Linked DNA regions of Drosophila melanogaster: region 1 is linked to region 2. Evidence: chromatin contacts called from public Hi-C data. All regions are on one chromosome and are shown on one strand. The core of a region is the stretch at or near the end of the contact, and the rest is flanking DNA. Distances in the headings are between cores, read along the strand shown.

What was found. A called contact is a pair of places that touch in the nucleus more often than the background predicts.
Region 1: a contact with region 2 is called in a Hi-C map of the Kc167 cell line, with 7 times the contacts expected there. The contact joins the enhancer-like site here to the promoter of CG1998 in region 2. A contact is called at or near these places in 6 of 107 Hi-C or Micro-C datasets (the Kc167 cell line, the S2 cell line, embryo and 2 more) and 1 of 6 datasets of contacts at active chromatin or transcription factors (the Kc167 cell line).

The regions. Positions count from the first base shown.
Region 1 is chrX:13,633,370-13,636,958 of dm6, forward strand. The region is part of intron 1 of NFAT (NFAT nuclear factor); the gene reads left to right. Among named protein-coding and RNA genes, the nearest start is that of NFAT, 10 kb to the left of the region's middle. Within about 2 kb of position 1,467, at least 29 of the 39 cell types and tissues checked have an H3K27ac peak or open chromatin away from gene starts, as enhancers often do. A contact at or near this core is called in the Kc167 cell line, the S2 cell line and wing imaginal disc, where this site is marked.
Region 2 is chrX:13,411,759-13,414,895 of dm6, forward strand. CG1998 reads right to left here and starts at 1,316. Exons shown (of 7, transcript NM_132659.3): 1 at 1,224-1,316; 2 at 729-1,164; 3 at 504-658. The coding sequence starts at 938. It overlaps Set2 (SET domain containing 2), which reads left to right and starts at 1,484. Exons shown (of 4, transcript NM_132660.4): 1 at 1,484-3,137. The coding sequence starts at 1,709.

The DNA.
Region 1 (3,589 bases), core at 217-2,716, 220 kb after region 2:
GATTTTACTGACAACTGATTAAAGTGTGAAGATTGCCGAATATAACTTTTACTATCCCATAAATCCCGAGACATTATGTATGTACATACCGGTAGCAAATAGAACACCCAAAAAAGATCTTATCATCCGGGGTCAGCAGAAAAACAGAATCGCAGAGATAAAGAACAAATAGCGAGAGACCCAAACGAAACTTACCTGTTTGAACTGAACTATTTTTCGTATTCGTATTTTGTATTTTGTATTTCTTGTATTTCGTATGTTCGAATTCCCCTGACCGTTGTGTTCCCCTATTGCGTAAATATTTGCCTTTTGTATTTATCGTTTTATGTAAGAGATTATTAGAATTTATGCTCTACCTTGAGTGGGGGCTTTGTGCTGGCGAACTCTGGCGGCTACGCGACACGTGTAGCACCCGTTTCGAATCGAAAAATCCACGCGGGGGGGTGGGGGTATGCTAGATAGAGTTAGATAGAGTAGGGCTAAGGCTTCACTTACAGCCGCAATACTATTACTATTTAGTCTGTCTGCGAGATAATAATAGGGATCCCGACTCGACGGGGCAAACAAATCCGAATCAAACCAGATCACATCAGATCGCAAAAGTAGTTCGCATTCGTACGAGTATTCGCGTTCGCATTTTGATGACGATTTCTGCTTCCTCTTCCACGCAGTCTGCGGCGGGTTTTTTAACGATCAGAGAACCCAAAACCCAAAACCCAAAACCCATCAAGACCAGACCACACCATATACCATAGCATACTCGAAGCGATCAGACAAAAGTCTTGCAATTACTTTATTTTATTTTTTCTTTTTTTTTTTGGCAAGGCAAATCGCAGACGCACAGCTTAGCGATTGCCGTCGGTCTAGTCGTTTTCGGTAATGTAAGTGGTCAAGGTTGACTTGAGAATACCCTGCTATAAGGGTAAGACTATTGGCGTTACTTACTTATGGGGTATATCATGTTAATATAAGGCCTTTTAAAAAAAATGCAATTCAAATTCAATACAGACTAAATATACTTTCATGTTGTAAGCTTAGCTTAGAAGATTCCATACAGCTCTGATCACGTTTATATAAGGAAATACGCTGTTGGCTGGCTTTTCGCATGCTCTACGAGTCCAGTGGATGATCTTTGAAACCGCAGGGCATTCACAGGTCGTTGGCATACATACTACTTTGTGGGCTGAGCGTGTTTTTGTTGCTTTTTCGCTTTGTATTGTGAAATTCGCGAGCGCAGACGTCTAATGTACACATTTGTACATATGTACATATGTGATCACCGCCGAATGTATCTGTATCTTTTATGAGCTGGGCGTGAGCGGTGTCTGATAAGATTTTGTTTACTTTTCGCTTGGCGGCTGTCTCGCGATTCTCTCGATTTTTCGGCACTACCAAATATACATATGTATATGTATGTTTGTTTGTATGTACAACACTTACGAGGTACGATTACGAATTCTATGAAAATTGCTGTCGAGAAGTGAGAAAACGAATATGTACATACATGCATATGTATGTACATGCGATACAGCAGCTATGACGAACACTGCGATTTGCTTGGGCGCTTCGATGATGTCGGTTTTTGATTGAGGATCGCGATTGAGCGCACATTTCAGCATCTTGAAAAGTCTACACTTACACTAATGTACATACATACATATGTAGATACGTGTATATATGTTTAGGTCGTTTGTGAGTGCCTGGCTGGCCGCTGGCTACTGTTGTTGTTTATTATATTATATTGTATTTTTTTTGTTTTTGCTGATTCCGATTGCTGGCTTTTTGTTTTGGCCCAAGTCACGTGACGTGCGCGTGCCTCAGTTGTCCGCGTTTTCTGACGCGCTCGCTGCCCGCTATCTGCTCACCATTTCTTCCCTCGCCAATTCTTCGGGCTCCTTTCTTCTCATTTCAACGGTTTGTTTCTTTACTTTCTTCGGCTTTGATTGTTCCGTAATTGTTTTCGACAATCTATCTGCGCCCGGGTTCATCTCTTGAATGTTTTAGAAACTGCGCTGGTTTTTCATTCATGGAATCAAATAAAACGGCCATTCATAAACAAATTAGAGCTTCCTTTATTGTTCCTGCTGTCTTATACAATCCATAATTTGAATATTCATAAAACGCCGGCGCATATGTACATACGTACATATGTATTTTGGTATTGTTTTTAATATTTTTTTTGAAAGAATGAAAGAAATATGTGCTCCACAAATTATGATGGCTACTCTCATTACCCTGCAATTCGCATCGATTTATATTCCATTATTGTTGCGAGCGAACTAAAGTTGAGAATTATATGGTGATGTGTGTAAACAAAAACAATAATAAATCGCCCAGCGTTCAAAAGTAAAAAAGCCTGGTAAAAAAAAAAATTAGCAGAACAATGTACGAATATGAAAATGTTGATGAAAGATTTGAAGGCTGTGTGAATAGAAGAAGAAAAAGATCTAGAATGAGATTAAAAACAAAAGATAGGGCAAAAAAAGAGGGGCTGGAGAAATGTATTATTATTTAGCGCATTTCGTGACATTGCTGGGCAGTTTAGTCATCCATTCGATCCTATGAATTGATGAAAACGCACGACAAGCAAACCAAACACAAATACATCAATTAACAGCAATTTATTCAGTTCTTGATTAATTTACTCTTCGTTTTAGAGACATTTTTCTCGAGCCATTCTCTTTATTTTTCATTTTTCTATCGCCGATAAGAGAACTCACTCCCTACGTAAGATATAAGATCTAAACTTCAGTCGAATCAAGTTAGTTTTTGCATTTATGCCGTACCCTCTTTTTTTTCCCGCAAGCCAGTGTATGTATTATTAATTATATATGTAACATGTGTTCTTTTGCTAACACAATCGTTTTTACTGCATTGAAATATTGTAGAAAAACATGCTGACCAATCAGCTTATTGAACACTTTATACAATTTATTATATAATATTATATTTCGAATGAAGTGCTTTGCCTTTAAGCTAATGTTTCCAAACTTCTCAACTTGACAATATGATAAATTACATAATAAATTAAAATCGAACCCTTACAACGGCTATCTTTAATTGATCTTTAGTGAATCCCCCCGCAACTAGACGGTATGCTAATCAATTTAACGCGTAAATGCAAATTATATATATTACCGTTCGCTTTTCACCTCAATCTCTTTGAAGTCTAGTGGGCGTGGCCCATTTACATATGCTTAAAAGTGGAAAGGCCACACGACAAACAACCATTTCTCCCGCTGCTGCTGTGGCCAAAATACCAAACCAGGGACAAGGTGTTGTCATGGCCGTGTTATCAAATCCCCATCCATCCACGTGATGCCAAAAAACAAGCACTTGCCAAACCACTCAACAACCAGCCACCCACAACATCCATAGAGACGACGCAGGTACATTGGTATGGTCGCCGAAAATAAACATAGATCCCCCGGAAGTTCGTTAGAATACGAGTAAAAATTAAATTATGAGCGAAACTCGAGCAGAGCGCTTATCAAATTCTCCAATCTCTCTCTTTCTCTCTCTCTCTTTCTCGGGCGCCTTCATTGTTGGGGGTACGGCATTGGGAATTAGTCGGCGATCTCTCAGTTTT
Region 2 (3,137 bases), core at 66-2,565:
GTGATCTAGAAATCTATGGTATGCTATGCTAACCTCGTTCATAAAGGCAATTCGAGTAGATTTTCGCCTTAGAAAGCCTATTTCATGATTGCACTTTCAATTTGTCTATTATTCTATAGCAATGAAGAGTATACGCTTAAATAACTAAACAAACACGCTGATTACTATTCCGTTCTCTTCACCTGGGAATATAGTGAAATCTAATGCAACTCTTATATAATGGTCCACTCTGAGGTCACAAGGGCTATCGACTCAGAATGCGGATTTTAAATTTTGCATTTTTGAGCAAAAAAAAAAAAAACAAATTATGATATCAATAAGCTTATAATAATGCAATCATTGCCCCAAAACTATTTTCAGCTATTATCTTTACTAATTGGGTAAGTTGGCCCAGAAGCTTCCATTTAGATTGAAAATCTGTGTGAAAATTACTAAGCCCTAAACGAGGAGAGGTGCCAGAAGGCGGGAGAAAGCGGACTCCCGCCCAGAATCCCGATAATTACCAGGTGAGCACGTTGCGGAACAGAATGAAGGCGGCCAGGGCGCAGGTGATGATGAAGATGACGCTGTGCAGCGAGGACAGCCAAACGTCGGCGGTGCGGGCGTCATCCCAGTTTTGCAGCGGTGAACCAGGCAATGGTGTCTGTTCCTTGGCATTCTGGGGGATCAGGGGATTATTAATTATTATTATTATTAGTATAGAGTAGATGTGATTCCAGCCGGCTTACATCATTCAGGTTGAGGTAGACCGGCGGCAGACCCGCCTTGTCCTTGACGATTCCACCGCCCAACGAATAGGAGGAGGAGGATGATGATGATGAGGAACTGTTCCCAGAGCTTCCCGCTTGCTGGGACACCGAAATGGGCGAGGATGCGGATAATGAGCCGGATGAGAGGCCCATGCTATTTGGCGGTTTTCCGTGCACCGGATTTGACATATTTACGTCTTAATCTCGAGTAGTTTCCCGGTTTTTCTTACTTTCCTTCCGAAACTTTCCCAGTCAAGTTGCTCTCTCGCTCTCTTCGTAGATTTTCCGTTGCTTTCCTATTGTTTTTGTTGTGGCTTTTCCGTTGTCCTTGACATTTAACGCATTTCGATTTTTCGATTGTTTGGCAGCCCATGTGCGTGGAATTCGAAACGAATTCGGCCTGCTGGCAAGCGCACTGAATAAATAATAATAATTATAAATAATTGTTAACTTTGCAACATGAAACGTTTGTACAAAACAAAAAAAAAGTGCGAGCGATTATTTTTGAATTTTCCTAATCAAGCTCTCTCGCTCTCTCTCTCTCTATCGCTATCTCGCACGCAGTGTGACCATGCCAAGCATGGCCAATAATATACCACAGACTGAGCGAGGACATCTACCCTGTACGTAGCCTAGGTACTCATCCCGAAAACAAAATCTCGCTTGGCAACACTGCGCGCAGTGCATAAACAACAAGAAAGAAGAAGACCGCCGACGGAGAGAAAAATCGAAGTTGCATTGGTATTGGTGTCTCGCCGTGTGCATGTGACAGCAAGTGCAGTTAGTTTCTAACTAATCGTTTCAGGGATTTGGGATGGCACGCAAAGAGTAGATATCACTGCAAATCGGACACAAATCTGCATCCCCCGTCGTTGGACTGCGCGATTTAGCATCCGGAGGCTGCGGCTAGCCCGCTGCGCTACACCCGCCGCACCACCCCGCCCTCACTTCGCCCACAAATGGAGGAGTCGGGTCCGCCAAGCAATCCGTCTCCGGTTGCGTCACGTGGCCGCGGACGTGGTCGCCCGCCGAAAGTGGCGCTTTCCGCGTTGGGAAATACGCCCCCGCACATTAATCCATCGTTAAAACACGCCGATGCAGAGGCATCGCCCACGGCGCCGGAGGATCAGGATTCCGGACAGAGCGAGTGCCGGCGCAGTTCGCGCAAGAAAATCATCAAGTTCGATGTCCGGGATTTGCTAAACAAGAACCGCAAGGCGCACAAAATCCAGATCGAGGCACGGATCGACTCGAATCCCAGTACCGGCCACTCCCAGTCAGGCACAACTGCAGCATCCACATCCATGTCAACAGCAACAGCATCAGCCGCATCTGCATCCTCAGCCGCGACCGTGAGCCGTTTGTTTTCCATGTTCGAGATGAGCCACCAATCATTGCCGCCACCACCACCGCCGCCAACCGCCCTCGAGATCTTCGCCAAGCCAAGACCCACACAGAGTCTGATTGTGGCCCAGGTTACCAGTGAACCATCGGCTGTTGGTGGCGCACATCCTGTGCAGACGATGGCCGGCCTGCCGCCGGTGACACCTCGCAAGCGGGGTCGTCCCCGTAAGAGTCAACTAGCGGATGCGGCCATTATTCCAACTGTCATTGTGCCCAGCTGCTCCGATTCCGATACGAACTCCACCAGCACGACCACTTCCAACATGAGCAGTGACAGCGGCGAGCTTCCTGGCTTTCCCATACAGAAACCCAAGTCCAAGTTGCGGGTCTCACTCAAACGCTTGAAACTGGGCGGCCGGCTGGAGTCCTCCGATTCGGGGAACTCGCCATCGTCCTCTTCGCCGGAGGTTGAGCCACCAGCACTCCAGGATGAGAACGCCATGGACGAACGGCCAAAGCAGGAGCAGAACCTGAGCCGAATGGTCGATGCCGAGGAAAACTCCGATTCCGACTCACAGATCATATTCATTGAGATCGAAACGGAGAGCCCCAAGGGAGAGGAGGAGCAGGAAGAGGGACGGCCAGTCGAGGTGGAACCACAAGATTTGATCGACATCGACATGGAGCTGGCCAAGCAGGAACCAACTCCCGACCCGGAAGAAGATCTAGATGAGATTATGGTGGAGGTGCTCAGTGGGCCACCCAGTCTCTGGTCAGCGGACGATGAAGCCGAGGAAGAGGAGGATGCGACAGTTCAGAGAGCCACTCCACCGGGAAAGGAGCCTGCAGCGGATTCCTGCTCTTCAGCTCCACGGCGCAGCAGGCGGTCAGCGCCGTTGAGTGGCAGCAGTCGCCAGGGGAAGACTCTCGAGGAGACCTTCGCCGAGATAGCCGCTGAGAGCAGCAAGCAGATCCTGGAGGCGGAGGAATCACAGGATCAGGAGGAGCAGCACATACTGATAGATCTCATCGAAGACACGCTAA